Regions from separate parts of the Mus musculus genome. Here regions 2, 3 and 4 are each linked to region 1. The links are chromatin contacts, called in public HiChIP or PLAC-seq and promoter capture Hi-C maps. All regions are on one chromosome and are shown on one strand. The core of a region is the stretch at or near the end of the contact, and the rest is flanking DNA. Distances in the headings are between cores, read along the strand shown. Region 1 holds the start of Prtg (protogenin). Region 2 holds the start of Pigbos1 (Pigb opposite strand 1). Region 3 holds the start of Ccpg1 (cell cycle progression 1). Region 4 has its middle 6.6 kb from the start of Gm23057.

The links. HiChIP or PLAC-seq counts read pairs in DNA pulled down with a chosen protein or histone mark. Capture Hi-C pulls out chosen DNA fragments and counts their contacts.
Region 2: a promoter capture Hi-C map of liver shows a contact between it and region 1. The contact joins the promoter of Pigbos1 here to the promoter of Prtg in region 1. A contact is called at or near these places in 11 of 39 promoter capture datasets (the HPC-7 cell line, cranial neural crest, embryonic stem cells and 6 more), 1 of 484 Hi-C or Micro-C datasets (embryonic stem cells), 1 of 115 datasets of contacts at active chromatin or transcription factors (embryonic stem cells) and 2 of 9 other capture datasets (adipose tissue and liver).
Region 3: a contact with region 1 is called in a promoter capture Hi-C map of adipose tissue. The contact joins the promoter of Ccpg1 here to the promoter of Prtg in region 1. A contact is called at or near these places in 1 of 39 promoter capture datasets (embryonic stem cells), 2 of 115 datasets of contacts at active chromatin or transcription factors (embryonic stem cells and memory CD8 T cells) and 2 of 9 other capture datasets (adipose tissue and liver).
Region 4: an H3K27ac HiChIP or PLAC-seq map of embryonic stem cells shows a contact between it and region 1, with 10 read pairs. The contact joins the enhancer-like site here to the promoter of Prtg in region 1. A contact is called at or near these places in 2 of 39 promoter capture datasets (cranial neural crest and stem cell-derived epiblast-like cells), 1 of 484 Hi-C or Micro-C datasets (reprogramming fibroblasts) and 2 of 115 datasets of contacts at active chromatin or transcription factors (embryonic stem cells and stem cell-derived anterior neural progenitor cells).

What each region holds. Positions count from the first base shown.
Region 1 is chr9:72,805,246-72,809,012 of GRCm38.p6, forward strand. Prtg (protogenin) reads left to right here and starts at 2,029. Exons shown (of 20, transcript NM_175485.4): 1 at 2,029-2,287. The coding sequence starts at 2,212.
Region 2 is chr9:73,037,797-73,041,563 of GRCm38.p6, forward strand. Pigbos1 (Pigb opposite strand 1) reads left to right here and starts at 1,922. Exons shown (of 2, transcript NM_001308425.1): 1 at 1,922-2,069. Pigb (phosphatidylinositol glycan anchor biosynthesis, class B) reads right to left here and starts at 1,903. Exons shown (of 12, transcript NM_018889.3): 1 at 1,666-1,903; 2 at 827-962. The coding sequence starts at 1,795.
Region 3 is chr9:72,983,664-72,987,430 of GRCm38.p6, forward strand. Ccpg1 (cell cycle progression 1) reads left to right here and starts at 1,841. Exons shown (of 9, transcript NM_001286544.1): 1 at 1,841-2,010. It overlaps Ccpg1os (cell cycle progression 1, opposite strand), which reads right to left and starts at 1,713. Exons shown (of 2, transcript NM_001198789.1): 1 at 1,478-1,713. The coding sequence starts at 1,504.
Region 4 is chr9:72,638,148-72,641,914 of GRCm38.p6, forward strand. No RefSeq gene overlaps it. Among named protein-coding and RNA genes, the nearest start is that of Gm23057, 6.6 kb to the left of the region's middle. RefSeq lists an enhancer at 947-3,319. Within about 2 kb of position 2,009, at least 366 of the 459 cell types and tissues checked have an H3K27ac peak or open chromatin away from gene starts, as enhancers often do. A contact at or near this core is called in embryonic stem cells, reprogramming fibroblasts, stem cell-derived anterior neural progenitor cells and 1 more, where this site is marked.

The sequences.
Region 1 (3,767 bases), core at 779-3,278:
ACACTCTCACACTCACACACACTCGCATGCACACACACTCACACATACACACACACTCACACACACACACACACACACACACACACACACACACACACACACACACACATTCTCTCTGACCAGCCAGGAAATGGTACTCCTCAATGATCTCTCCTTCCTGCCTCCAGGTTCCTGCTCTGACTTCCCTCAGTGATGGATTGTTGGCTGTGAGATAAAATAAACTCTTTGCTCCCAACTTCTCTATTAACCTCACAGGTTCATCATGGGAGGCCAAGGAGTACATATGAAAACTTTTGAGCAGACCACAAATGTTATACATGGTCAGAGGAAGTCTCTTCCTGTCCAGTGTAGTGCAGTAAATACACGGTCAACTTGGTTCAGCATGGTGTTTAAGGAACATCATCTTTCTTCATTTTGTTTCAATGCAAATACTGTTCCTCAAAGCAGCACCAAGTCCCAAGTCATTAAAGACCCCTGGCTGTAACTGAATAAGAACATCTTATTAACACATCTTATCCAGGAAACAGAAACACTTGGGGTCTGTTGGGACTAAGAAGCCCAGAGGGAGAAGAAAATAATCATAATAGAGAAAAATCTAGCCAGTCTGGGAATGCTGGCTCAAACCTATGCCAGCCAGTCTGGACAGCATAGGAGTGAGGCCCATGTTTGTCTGGACTGCAAATGAGACCCCGTTTCAAAACAACCCAAACAAAAATGTAATTTAAAAGGCAATAGTTCCATATGTCATTTTTCTTTCTATTCGAATTTATATTCTGAGGTTTAGAAATTGTCCAAACTCATCTAAATTATAAGACAAATTCGGACGCAACTGTTATTTTACACGGGGTTAAAATGAAATTGTAAAGTAGACTGACTTTTCTTTAAGTACATTTTAGAGTAAGTGCGGGAGTCCTAAAGGCTTTCCAAAACCACTCTCCCCTCTCTCACTCCCACCCTCCTCCCCGCATGCAATCAGGAGGATTCCTGGAACTTGCTAAAGGCAGTTAGTGACAAAAGCTAGATTTCCGTCAGCGGCTTTAATTAAAGTTAGCTTTTAGCCTGTGCCCTCGTCATGTGCCAAAGATTTAGATCGGGATTAGCAAACGCTAATCCACGTGTAAAAGCTCTGTAGGCTCCATACGGTACCCCCCCCTCCCCCCGTTAGCCCGCCCTCTTTAAATGTACGTATCGACTCCTCTGGGTTATCCTTAATTAATTTCAAGAGCTGTGAACAAATTCCCATCGTTGGTGTCTTCTTTCATCAGCCTAACTTTTAAGCAGGTAACCCCCAAAGTCTGGCCTCGCACAGCAAGCCCTGGATAGCCCCTGGTCTCACTTCTACTCTCTCTACTTTCTGAGTTTAGTTCTCACATTAAAAACTTAATTAGCTTGAAGCAGTGTTAAAACGTCCCCCGCCCCCCAAAGTAACTGCTAATTTTAGGGCTCTCTAAGATGATTTTGAAGCCAGGGCTGGATCTGATGAGACCAGAGAAGATAAGAACAGTCTCCAAATGTGGGTGGTAGTTGGGGGGTGGGGGTTGTCGCCATAGGATGCCTCCGGGGGCGCTGACAAGCCTCAGAAGTGGGAACTGGGTTTCCCTGAACAGGGCCTGGGCTGGTGAGCAAGGCAGGGGGATGGGCAGGGGCCATCAGGGGAGAAGTCTCCGGCCTTTCCACATCTCTCAACACCATCCCTCCACCCCAACCCCCTCCTCCGTGCAGAATCTTCAACTGGCCCGCAGGAGGGAGAAGGGCCCCGGGGGGCTGGCCGCGGCCAGGAGGATTGGCCTTTGTGGCCCGGTGGCCGGCCGTGGCGCGCAGGCCGAGGGGCGGGGGCTTGACCCCCAGGTGCATTGTCCAGCGGGGCCCTCCCCCTGTCCCCGGGGTCGCCCAGGCGATCTCAGCGTGTCCCTCCGCCAGCAGCGCCGACCTCGCCGTGCGGGGCCCAGGGGCCAGATGTAGAAAGTAGTCCCCGGCCGGCCAGGCTGTCCACTGCGCCGCCCTCTACAGCCTCCCTCCGCCCCCGGCTGGACGCGGCGCGCGTGGTCCCCGCGGCCTGGCGCACTCGCGGGGCTCCGTGCGCCTGCAAGCGGCGCGTCGCCTTCCCACGCCGGAGCAGCGGGTTGCAGCAGGAGCTGCGGGTCCAGGAGAGCAGCGGGAGCAGCGGGCGCGGGCGAACAGCCCGGGAGCATGCCCGCGCAGCCCCGCTGAATGGCGCCTCCCGTGCGCCCGGGGATGCTGCCCCTGCTGCTGTTGCTGCTACTGCCGCCGCTCGGCTCGGTTCCAGGTGGGCGCGCTTCCCATGCGAGTGTGCGCGACCGTGCGCGGGGAGGGGGACGGGCAGGGATGCCCCGGGTGGTGGGGCTGGCCAGGGTTCTCTCCGGATGCGCTCTCGGAGCGCTCCGAGGCCGAGGCCGAGTCTCCCTGGATCCGCTGACCACTAGCCCAGTTCATGCCATTGTCCGAGCTGCGGCCAGCTGGGGGCTCCGCGCTGCCTCCCCGGCCGCGGCCGCACGTGGTTTTATTTATATTGTTTCCTGAGTGGCAGCCTCTCCACGCAGGGGGGCGCCGCGGTTGCGCGCCGTTTCCAGGGTTTGCAGTGGGGTTCCTCCAGGTCTCGGTGGCCAAGCGGGGCGCCCCACGTTTTCGAAGCTCCAAACTGAGCAAGAAGATGGGAGGATGAAATTGCAAAGAGAAAGTTGTATGGCCCATTTATGCCCCAAGAGAGGCAAGGAGAAAGGTGTCTGAATAGAACTTACTTTCTGTATGTAGGTCTTTGGGTTCCCAGCTAGAGGTCCCTGAAATCTCTAGATTAACCTTGCACAAACTTGCATAAATTTATTTATTTCCCTTTCTGCAGTCTTGGTTTCTTCAAGGACAGGAAAATGTAAAGTGAATATTAGGGAAAGGAGGGTCTTTGACGAGAGGGGCTTGAGTTATTCATTTATAAGTTACCCTCACTGGTCTCTTCCTCCTTCTCCTTCTCCCCTTCTTTCCCCTCCTCCTTCTCTTCTTTTCTTTCTTTTTTTTTTCTTTCGTATCTTTTTTTTCCCCCCCTGGAGGAGTTAGTTTCAGTTAGCAAGAGAAAGGATCAAAGTGGGATGCGGCTCAGAAACACAATGGGCGTCTTCCGGAGTGGTGCACGCTGCAGGGCTGTTGGGGTAGCTGCCCAAGGCAGACCTTAGGGGAAGTCTGGAGCCCCAGACTCTGAGGTTTTCAGGATCTATCTTGATCAGAAACAGATAAATCATTACTGAGTATTTGTAACCAGGGCCTCGAACTGACCAGAAGAAATGTTTAAAAAAAAAAAAAAAAAAAAAAAAAACAACTCCCACCAAGACCCCCACTTTTTTTGTTGGCTCAAATCAACAAGCTTTTGCTCTGATGGCAGGAGTGCTTTATTCTGGGGGACCTGGGGCTTGTGTATGCTTGGATAAAGCATTTCCTCTGCTCTGATAAAAATGTGTATTGGTTGATTAAGCAATCTCCTATCCTTCTTAGACAGTAAGGACCAATTAGTCACGCATTTTTTTTCCAACAGTTGGTAGCACTAAAAAAGTGAAATAAAGGTTTCCTAACCCGATCACCCACTGAGTACAAGCGGCAAGTTACCAACTTTTCAAAGTCTATTGTGTGCCCTTTAAATACCTAGCTGGCTTGGCAGAAATGAAGTAAATGGATTTCTTTTAAGGAGTGGAGACAGCATCCCTGCTGTAAAAGGGCAGATAGGAAAAAAAAAATGCAAACTTGTAATTTGTCACAAAAGA
Region 2 (3,767 bases), core at 672-3,171, 230 kb after region 1:
TATGTTCTGTGCACCAGCACATGCCTGGTGCACATGGAAGTCAGAAGAGGGCATCAATTCTCCTAGAACAGGGATTGTTAAAAGCCTCCATGTGGGTGCTGGGAATTGTCTGGTCCTCTGGAAGAGCCTGGTCCTCAGCAGTTAAGAGTAGTTCTAACCACTGAGCAATGCCAGCCTCTCTATCCACCCTTGTGTGAGTCTCAGGGACAGGATTATGGTGGCCGTGTTCGCAGGCTGTTACTAGCGGAGCCATCCCAATGACCGGGCTTTGTTTTGAAACAGAGCTAGTCCAGGCTATCCTTGAACTTCCGATCCTGCTGCTTCAGCCTCCCAAACGCTGGGACGGATTGTGCTTTTTACTTTCTCTATATCCGGGGGCTACAAATCATTTAGGTGTATATACTAATTCAAAGGCAGCGTCAAGTCATTTGTTGGTGTTCTTTTGTTGTTGGTGTTTTGTTTGTTTGTTGATTTTTGTTTGTTTTCCGAGACAGGGTTTCTCTGTATAGCCCTGGCTGTCCTAGAACTAGCTCTGTAGATCAGGCTGGCCTCAAACTCAGAAATCCACCTGCTTCTGCCTCCTAAATACTGGGTGGGATTAAAAAGTCATGTGATACCATGCCTATATTTTCTTTGTGTGTGTGTGTGTGTTTTTCTTCTCTGTCAAGTCTGTGTCAAAGGGAGACATACGGTAACTATCAGCACACAACAACAGCATACTTGGTTGAGCTGAAATTATTCAAAGAATTACTGAAAAGATATAATCATGAACTGAGCTCCTAAGATGAAGACACACTCAGAGTGGAAAAGAAACCATAAAGGATATCTGAAAACCATGCGGTGTGCAACTTCGAGGGACTGCCAGTATTCATCAGGAACAAAGCTTGTCTGCACTAAGAAGCAGTTAAGTATTCGCAGAGCGATGGTAAACAAGACCAGGTAAGTGTTTTCTCCAAGAAGACCTGGAAAGCAAATCAAAGCAGTAAGTGTGGCATAAAAGTGAGCGAGTTCCCCCCACCCCCCAATGCCACATGCCCGGTGCACTGGCTCCCTCTCTGTTAACACCTTCCACAGCACTCCACTGAGCTAGCTGAGGCACTAGCTCAGGGGTGGAACTCTTGTCTAGCTTGCTGAGGCCATGGAGTGTTTTCTATTCCCTAGCAATCTGTAGGGAATAGAAAACAACCCACGAACACCTCCCCCCACCGCAAAAAATAGATACAAACCCCACTAAAGAACACACAACGCACACACACACACAATTTGTTAACCACTGGTGAGTCTGAACCTGTTTTACTTGTGAGGATGCTAAGGTTCAGAAACTGCTTTGCCCAACACAAAAATACTGTTACTGACTAGGTAGTCGGTCGGCTGTTTCCAAAGTTTGCTTTTCCCAGTGTGCAGGCAGCCTGTATTTTCGCTTTAGTTACCAACAGTGGTGGTGCTTGGAGGTAGGGAAAGATTTTATGTGAAAATCTGTATGCCAGGTGTGATGATGTGACATCACCACACAGCACTGGGGAGACTGATGCAGGAGGATTGAGACACGTCTAAGCACAGTCAGCACAACACAGCGAAGAGACTGTGTTCAGCGAGCCTGAGCTCATTGCCACCACGCTGTGTAGTCCCAGGTGCCCCGAGCTCTGCCGTGAGCCCGGCACTCACCACGGCGCGGAGAGCGTTTCTCCTGCGCGCTCACGTACTGCCTGGACTTCCTCCTCCGCAGCTTCATTTCTCCCGAGCTGCCGTGGAGATTGCGGGAGGCCGGGTTATAGTCGGCGGCCTGGGACTCCATCCTCCCCGGCTACCTGCAGCCCACGGTGCCCGCCCCTCACTTTCTTGTAGGCGGACACATGCCACTAAGATTGGGCCCCGCGAGCCGCCGTCCCTTCGCTGCTCCGGCACTACCGCGGCAGGAAGTGCTGCCGGAAGCGGATGAGTCTCCGGGTGGGTCAGGAGCAAACCTCCCTGACCAGTGTTCAATGCTGGAAAAGACAAAAATAAAGATTCTGGATTCTTTACTCCGCCTGACACACCTCGCACAGCGCCCGCCGAGGAGGCGCTCGGAGGTAACAGAGCAGAGGGAGGCAGTGCATCGCTGAGGACCAGCTCCCGGGTGACCGCGGTGCTCATCCCTCACGCCACGTCCTCGCGTGGGAAGTTTCATCACGGTTCTTACAATAATAGGAAAAAGTTATAACTCAATGAATTTTTATTATCAATTTTTTACCACCCCAATGGATTTCTCTATCCCTAATTATCTATTTTCTAATCAACTTTTTATTTTCTGGAGTCGATCTCACTATGTAGATCAGACTGGCCTTGAACTCGGGAGAATTACCGTCTCTGCCTCATGAGTGCTGGGATTTAATGCCTAAGCCACCACACTCTGTCTCCTCTTATCTTTGTGACAGGGCCACAGTCTTATATAACCGTGGCTGGCCTGGAACTTGCTGTGTAGACCAGACTGGCCTCAAACTCCTGCCTCTGTCTTATGGATGTTGGGATCAAAAGCATGGGCCATCATGACCAGCAATCAAGGCATTTAAAAAATTAGTTGGTGGGGGCTGGAGAACTGGTTCAGGGCTTAAAAACACTGACTGCACTTGCAGAATACCCATATACTAGCCTGGTGTCTCCGAGGGTACCAGGCATGCGTGCTATTGCAGATACATACATGAAGACGAACACCCATACACATAAATTGTCTTTTGTGTGGTCAACTGTATAATCCAGGAGAAGACATGCTTTTCTTTCCTCGGCGAGCTTAAATTATGCCTGAGAACTATTTAGGGCAAGCTCCTTACAGTACAGGAAGGAGTTGCTGATTATTTTTGTGACCTGAGGCTTGGATTAAGGATCCATATCGGAGTCCAGAAAGTGTGTGGCTCCTTCCCTGTGCTCTCTTCATTCACAGCCTCTGACCCAGATGCTGAGGGGGTTGACACGGAAAGTGCTGTGTTGTTCATTTGTCACTTTCTACTGTTTTCAGTTGTTGGATCGAGAAGCAAAATCTTCTACACCCCCACCCCATTTTTCTCAAAGAAGGCATGCAAATGATTTGCGTTTGATTTCTCCTAAAATATCAAAAGAACTCAACATAATTTGCTTTTGCTTTTTTTGAGATAGGCTCTTACTATGTAGCCTTGGCTGGCTTGGAACTCAGCTCTTTAGACCAGACAGGCCTCAGACTCACATAGTCTCTGCCCACACCTGGTGCTGGAATTAAAATCCTGCACCACCACACCTGGCTCAGTGAAGTTTTACAGCCTCTTAAAAATCGCTTTTGTCATACAGCTTGCTTAAAAGAGTTACAGCTACTGCAGAAGGCATAGTGAGGTCACTTGTCCCCTCTCTCTATCATCCTTTAGAGGAAGCTTAAACAGAGACACTCACTTCTGAGTCCTTTCGGGCACCTCTTGGAGAAAAAGTATTAAACGACTTGAAAGCCGTCAGCCATCCCTTCCCCTCCTTTTGCCATTTTGAAAATTACCAGTTTAAACGCTCTGAGAAGACTTCCAGCAGCCATGTTAGTGGCGCACACCTGTCATCCTAACACTGGGGTGGTGAAGGCAGAATTGTAATCTAGAGCAGCCTGCCTATCATAAAGAACCAGAACAAACACTCAAATGCAAAATAACTCACAGGCAAATACACACAAAATAACTCACAGGCAAATACACACAAAATAACTCCCTGGGAACATCCCCTGATAGAAGAGGATGCATCTCTGTCTCACACCACCCTCAAACTTGCATTCCCTATAG
Region 3 (3,767 bases), core at 591-3,090, 180 kb after region 1:
AATAAACTCTATTCTACATTATAAACAAAACAAAACAAAACAAAACAAAAAGCCCTAAATCACTGTAGTGGCTATTCCTGGTTGTCAACTTGACTATATTTGGAATGAACTACAATCCAGAATTGGAAGGCTCACCAGTGACCCTTATCTGGAGGCTTGGAGATAGAAGATTCTGATCTGGATCTTGGTATGGAGATCTTGAGGCATAGTGGCTATGGATTCCAGAGGATTAAATCTCCGAGTTCAAGGTCATCCGGGATTAAAGGTGTGGTAGAACACACCTTTAATCTGGGCTACACCTTCTGCTGGAGACAATATAAGGACATTGGAAGAAGGGAGTCTTGCTCTTGCTCCTTCGCCTGCTTGCTGTGTGAGACTGAGTGAGTAACTGCTGGATCCTTGGACTTCCATTCACAGCTGCGACTGAACCATTGTTGGGAATTGGGCTGGGGACTGTAAGTCATCAATAAATTCTTTTACTATATAGAGACTATCCATAGGTTCTGTGACTCTAGAGAACCCTGACTAACACAATCACCTTCAGGTCTAGATTTAATGATTTTAAAAAGTCACTTCAATAATCCAAGTCACCAGGTGTCTTATCTACACCAAGTCATGGGGGACCGTGCTATCTCGTCTACAGCTCATAAGTAATCAAAGTAAGTACCACTTTACAAACCCACTCACTGTAAAGCCAGCTTTGTTATTTAAATTTTCGCCTGTTCACCAAGTTGGAAGAGCAGAGTGTAGTAGCATAGGCCTGTAATCCTAACACTTGGGAAATAAAGGCAAGGGGTTCTGGAATTCAGTGCCAGCTACACAAAGAATTTAAAGTCAGCCCGAGTTACTCTGAGAAGCTCTGTCTCAAAAAAAACCCACCACCCAGAACTCCCCTCTCACCCAAACAAAAACGAGGGGTTAGGGATCTACCTCCTTTGTAGAGGGCTTTCTTAGCTTGTGTGAGGCTTGAGGTTCAATCCCTAGTTACAGCAACACAAATATCAGATCTAAATGTGAACTAGCTTTTGCCCAACATCAGCTTGTTGAATGGTTTCCTTTACTGTTTACTCACTAGACAGGTAGGGGACAGAGGAACGGTAACTTCCCTCTGGGGTGAGTGCACTCCTATTCACCCTCTTCCATCCTTTTAGACTAGGCATACTCTAAGTGACAAAAACATGAAGGTTCTAGGGCTGGGAGGTGTAGTTCAGTAGAACAGAGATTACCTACCATGCACAAGTCCCTGAGTTCGATCCCCACGACTGCAAATAGATAATGCAAAACAAAAACCATCCTGGACAAAAGATCATTTGTAGTGAGGTGCCTCCTATACACCTTCAGAGTAATTACTTTGTGGATCGTGCATTTAAACTTGTAAATATAACAGCTTGGTGACTAGTGAGTGGGAGTAGATGGTGCCTCAAACACTATTATGAATTCGACTTTCAAAAGCATCTAGCTCTCTGCCCAAACCCACCAAGTCGCAGTCTGTCTCTCTCGCCATCTTAATCTCTTCGGCAAAAGCAACTCTTTCCTGATAGCGAGAAGTCTGGCGAAGGCGTAGGGCCCAGTCTTCTTACAGAACCGACGGAAAGCAACAGCAAGACGATCGGAGTCCCGTAAACTACAATTTCTGGGGAGGAAGACGGTGGGTGGAAACCCTCCGTCTTCCAGTGTGGCAGCCCGTCTCCGTGGCAACCGGCTGCAGGCGTGGGAGCCCGGATGTTGTGGAGATCCGCAGTCGCTCCGCCCAGCTTCCGGTAGCCTCAGGGGTGCGGGCCGTACGCATCTTCGGGAGTCGTAGTTCTTTTTGCTCGCCGCGAGCTGGCAGGAGACGTAGGAGGAACTTCAAGTCCCAGCATGCCTTGCTGCGCCGCGCCTGCCACCGCTTCCCCGCTGCGGACGCCTGCGAGCAGGTTGTTGTTTTTATGAGGCGTCACTGGCGTCTGGAGCGCGGACGCCGCCACGGTGACAGCTGGCGCGGTCGGGCGGAAGAGGCGCTGTCTTCGGGTAAGACCCTGGGGCGCAGGTCGGGCTGATGGGGCGGCCGCGGGCTGCAACTCGTACCTTCGGGCGCAGCGCCGGGAGGCTTTCTCCTGGTGGATGCCTTGGTCCTCGGGCGACCTCGGGCGGAGGGCGCGACCTGGCAGGTGTTAGGCGCGGGCTCGCAGGCTGCAGCCCCGCGAGCTCGGAGCTGGGCGCCCCGGGATTCAGGTGCAGCTGCATCCGTATGCTGAGATGCCGCGTGCGTCACTCTGAGCCGGCTCGGAGGTCCCAGGTGTCAGGAATAGAAAAGTGTGCACCCCAGAAGTATACTCCTATTCAGCCCCGAAGCCTGTTCTCCGCCCGTTCTTCACGCTTCCCCTCCGGGTCCTTACCAGCGTTTGTTAGGCTGACGGCTTGTCCTAAGTAGCAGCTGCGCGTGTGTCGTTTGTGTTTACCTCTCATTTATCCCAACTCTGCCAGGGGCAGCGCCCGAGTTCTAGACCGCAACCAGCTGGGGTGTTTTCCTTAAGGGTGAACCATCATGCACTGCCCTCTCCCACTTTTGCTTTATTGGCTGTATGGGGCTGCTTGTCCCTAGAAAGGGCAACCAGTTGGTTATTCTCAGTTAGGGGTGCTATGAGACCTTTCCAGCAAGGTCACATAATGTTTGAAATGTCAGCACTAACTATCTTAAAGACCCAATATTTTTTCTTTCGCCTTTTTTTTTTTTTTTTGGAGTGGGTGGATTGGGTTTTTTTGGTTTGTTTGTTTTTGTTTTTTGAGGTAGGGTTTCTCTGTGTATCTCCACCTATCCTAAAACTTGCACTGTAGTCCAAGCTGACCTCCAACTCAGAAATCCGTTTGCCTCTGCCTTCTGAGTCCACCGACTAACTTTAAGATCCCAATCTTAATAGGTCTTAGATTTCTCAGGGGATATTTATCATGTATAACTGGTGTGAGTAGTTTGCTATTCTGACAAGCTCAAGTCACAGGGGAACTGAGAAGGTTGTTAAGGGTGAGTTAATGCTTTTGGCTTTTTTTTCTTGCTGTGTATCTCTGGCTGTCCTGATACTAATATATCCCAGGCTAGACCTGGGAGTTCTCTTGCCTAAGCGTCCTAGGCACTGTGATCGTAGTTGGGTACCATGGAGCCTGCTGTAAATGCTGTTTTAACCCTGTTACACCAAAGTTGAAATTCCAGTTAAAGGTGGTACCCCAGATATTTAGAAACTGAAGCAGGGGAATGGCAAGTTTGAGACCACTTGAGCAATATAGTGGAGAGCATATTTCTGTATAAAAAGACCGGAGAATGTAGTTCTTTGGTACAGTACTTGCTTAATGTATGTGAGGCCCTGAGTTTAAGCCCCAGGATGATCAGAACAACTCCTAGAACCAGTTTTGTACTGTAAGCCAAAGAATAGACTGTTGTGTTTCCATTGGAGTTTTAAGGATATTTAGTTATGAAGGTGATTGTCTAGGATGTGAAACTAAACTGACCTCTTTACGCTTTACTGTGTTTTCTGGGGATGCACCACCTTTTTTTTTTTTTTTTTTTTTTTAAAAGATGTGTTTTTGTATGTTTTGTCTGCTGTAAAGGCAGCTTGTGTATGCAGTGCCTGTGGAGACCAGAAGAGTTGGGAACTGTCCTCCTAGTATTTGTTCTCCACCATTGAGCTGTTTCTTCAGCTCTGAAATCTTTAAAAGACAGCATCTCATATAGCCCAGGCCAGCTACCAGTTGGCTATGTAGCCTTGAATTCTACATGCTCTTGCCTCCATTAT
Region 4 (3,767 bases), core at 759-3,258, 170 kb before region 1:
AGGGGACTGTTATAGTAGCTGCTCCAAAGGAAGATGCACGGCCTGGGAGCCGAGAGAAGAGAGAAAACATTGGACCACTTTAGTACAGGGTAACATGCAATGACTGAAGTAGAAAGGCAGTGGAGACGGTGCAGAGACATTTTAGAGGCAGCCTGTATGTGTTCCAATAAATATGTATAAAATGGTAAAGTAAGAGAAAATGTAAACCCAAACTTACTTTTCCTACATTTTTCCACTATAAAAGTTACTCATACTATTAATTTGAGATGCTTAAAAATACAAAAGAGGGGCTGGAGAGATGGCTCAGTGGTTAAGAGCGCTGACTGCTCTTCTGAAGGTCCTGAGTTCAAATCCCAGCAACCACATGGTGGCTTACAACCATCTGTAATGGGATCTGATGCCTTCTTCTGGTGTGTCTGAAGACAGCTGCAGTGTACTTACATATAACCATAAATAATTCTAAAACAAAACAAAACAAAAAAAAGCCAGATGGTGCTTTTAATCCCAGCACTCTCCAGCCTGTTCATACAGTGAGTTCCAAGACAGCTAGGGCTACATGGAGAGAGTGAGTGAGAGAGAGAGAGAGAGAGAGAGAGAACGAGACATGGCACCATCTGCCTATACTCTGGACACTCAGAAGACTGCGTTTTGGGGATCACAAAGCTGGGCTAGGCTTGGCTATGTAGTAAGAACCTGTCTCAAAAGACCAAAATAATTATAATAATTATTATAATTCTAATAGAGCAATAATGTAAATTCACTTGCTGTAAATGAAAGGATATAGGTTACATAAAATGAGGATATTCAAATACTGTTATAAAGTTAACTCTAAAACATCAGCCTGTAAGTTTTATTAAGAGTCCATTACTTAAGCATCAAATGTATTCTGTTCCCATATGAAATATCCAGTTAAGACAGGGCTTAAAAACTGGTTACTTGGAATCTGATGTAGCTGCACAGGACCAAAATAGTCACAAGACTGTAACAGCTGAGAACTCTGCACAGGAGCAGACAGACCAGCAAATGGCTGCCCGTAAGGCAATATGACGGACACAGTACCTTTGGGGCTTTGGTAGCGAGAGGTTTTGAAATATGTTGATGTGCTTTTTATTTTTGTATTTCTTGCTCATGACTTTTACTCTAGTTTAAACATCACTGCTTTCAAAAGTTCTGGGGCTTTTATAGCTGGGACGCAAAGAATTACTCGTTTTCTCTTGAACATCATTTCAGAAGGTCTTCAAAGCCTGATCTCTCCATTATATTCTAATCAAGAAAACACTTCAAGAACCCTCAGTGAGCCAGGCAGTGGTGGCGCACACCTTTAATCCCAGCACTCGGGTGGCAGAGGCAGATGGATCTCTGAATTTGAGGCCAGCCTGGTCTGTCTACAGAGCAAGTTCCAGGATAGCCAGGCCTACACTGAGAAATTCTGTCTTAAAAAAGAACAAAGAAAGAAAAGAAAGAGGAGGGGGAGGGGGAGGAGCTTAGCTGTTAGAGTGTTTGCCTGGTATACACAAAGCCCCAGCTCCCTATAAACCAGACATGGTGATGCACACGTGACCTCAGCACTCAGGAGCTAAAGTAAATCAGCAACTCAGACACCCTCTGCTCCTAAGTGAATTTGAGGCTAACCTGGGATCCAGCAGATTGTCTCAAAATGGCAACAACAACAACAACAAAAACCCTTACGGGGGTGTGTGTGTGTGTGTGTGCGCGCGCGCGCGCGTGTGCAATACTGAACAGATAATTAGATGCACAAGAAACAGAGGCAGTGAGAAAGCAGACTGGACGCTGAAGATCTCTCAGAAACCGATTACAGCAAGACCAGAGAGGCTGGGAGATGATCCTAGGAGGAAGCTGGAGCCGCGGTGGAACGCGGCAGTGGCCAGCACTTTCCACAGCTAGCCCAGAAAATACCCAGACTTCTCCAGGCCCGGCTCGCACTGCTGTCTCGAGGGGATGGACCTAGCTAGGGTTTACAGATCATGTGACCTGCAAGCGGCTAGCTCCGGAGCTGAGAGGGGGATGGGGTGAGGGCAAGAATAACACGTTGCGCAAACAGGCTCAGGGCCTACTGGTTGATAAGAAGGGCCCGCTTGTTCTGTTTCAAACTTACGAAATATCCTCAAATATTTCGATCTGAGGCATGGTATAGTATAGTTTTTAATATAAACCATACGACCATGAGGTCATTGCAATTTCCTGTCACACACAAAAAGGCAATAAAAGACCTTCCTGGTTAGGGGGGAGGAGCCTAGGGAGAAAGCCAGAAGGGTGGAATTCTCCAGCTGGGTGAAAGGGAATCTTAGAGGAGAGGCAGCTCAGGCATTCTTTCTGTCTGGGGACTTGGAAAAACACCCCACACCGAAGGAGGGTTGCAAACAAAACAGCCGGGCTGGAGGAGGGTGGGAGAGCAGAGAGAAGTGGAGTTGGGGCGTGTGAGCTTCAAGGGGCCAGAATATCCTAGATAAATGTTACTGGATTTGAGGCCCCAGCCTGGGCCTCAAGAAAGTATGTTTCGACAACCGTCCTGAGTAAGCCAAAAAAAGCAGCCCAGTTAATAATGAAAACAGAAAGAAGAGATTTTTATTCAATGTGGTCACATTGAGAAGGACAAAGAACTCTAGTGAGCCCGTCCTGATGGAAGGTTCAGTTTTAAGTAGGGGCCAGGCTAAGCAAGCAGTCTGGGGCAGACTGTGGTCCCACCTACCGCTGTTCCTCCTTACCTCTCCCACAACGCAGTCTGACGAATTGTGGATCTCTTTCCTGATTTTATTTTTCCCCCTCTGACTTTCTCTTCTCCCAGCAAGAGCTTTTGGGGAAATTCCCGTTTACTGGGGCCCATTGTTTCAATAGTCTGCAGACCAGAGGGAAGGAAGGACACAGTGTTTCTTTAGAATACCAACCATCTCTGCTTGACTGGTTACAGTAGGTTTCGTGCCTTTGGTCGGGGTCCACAGCTACATTTGAAGACCTGTAGATCCCAAAGGGTTGGACGTAAGTCTGGGAGAGCTATACCCCAAGCAAGGGGCCACGGCAAATACAGGAGGCATCCAGGGCAGAAGATAGTAATCCCAAAAGCAAATGGTACCCACAGTAGAGAAAAGTACCTTAGTGGAGGCTAGCAAGCAGAGAGGGCAGAAGGGCCTCCCTCCTCAGTGCAGAACTAAGTGGTGTCACATACCCTCTGCCGCCTGCCACCTGCACTCAGCCTGAGGTATAAAGGGAAAGAATGCCTGAGGAGTTCCTAAAGATAGACTCTGAATTAATCCAAAAGGAAAGGTCTAGAGGTGGTGACATGTTCTTAAAGGGGCAGGGTGAAAGTTTCCACAACTTGTAGAATTGTGGGGTGTTCTGTTTTTTTCACTGACATATTAACAGAGTTAAATATCTTTGCCCTTGAGTCATTTTAACCATAAACTTCAAACCTGGTGCCTGTGTACACATTCAGACAAGTGTACCGGCCCCGAATTTAATTAAACACACACAGCTGAGTCAAGGTGCACACACCCAGTCCCAGATACTCATGAGGTTCTTTTAAAACCATCCTGTTCAACATGGTGAGACACTATCTGAAAAACAAAAACAAAACAAAAAAACAACCTTAGGGAACATACACAGGCACGCATAATAAATCTACACAGAGAACTTCACACACACACACACACACACACACACACACACACACACACACGAGAGAGAGAGAGAGGGAAAGAGAGAGAGAGAGAGGGAAAGAGAGAGAGAGAGAGTTCTGACTTTCGATCTCC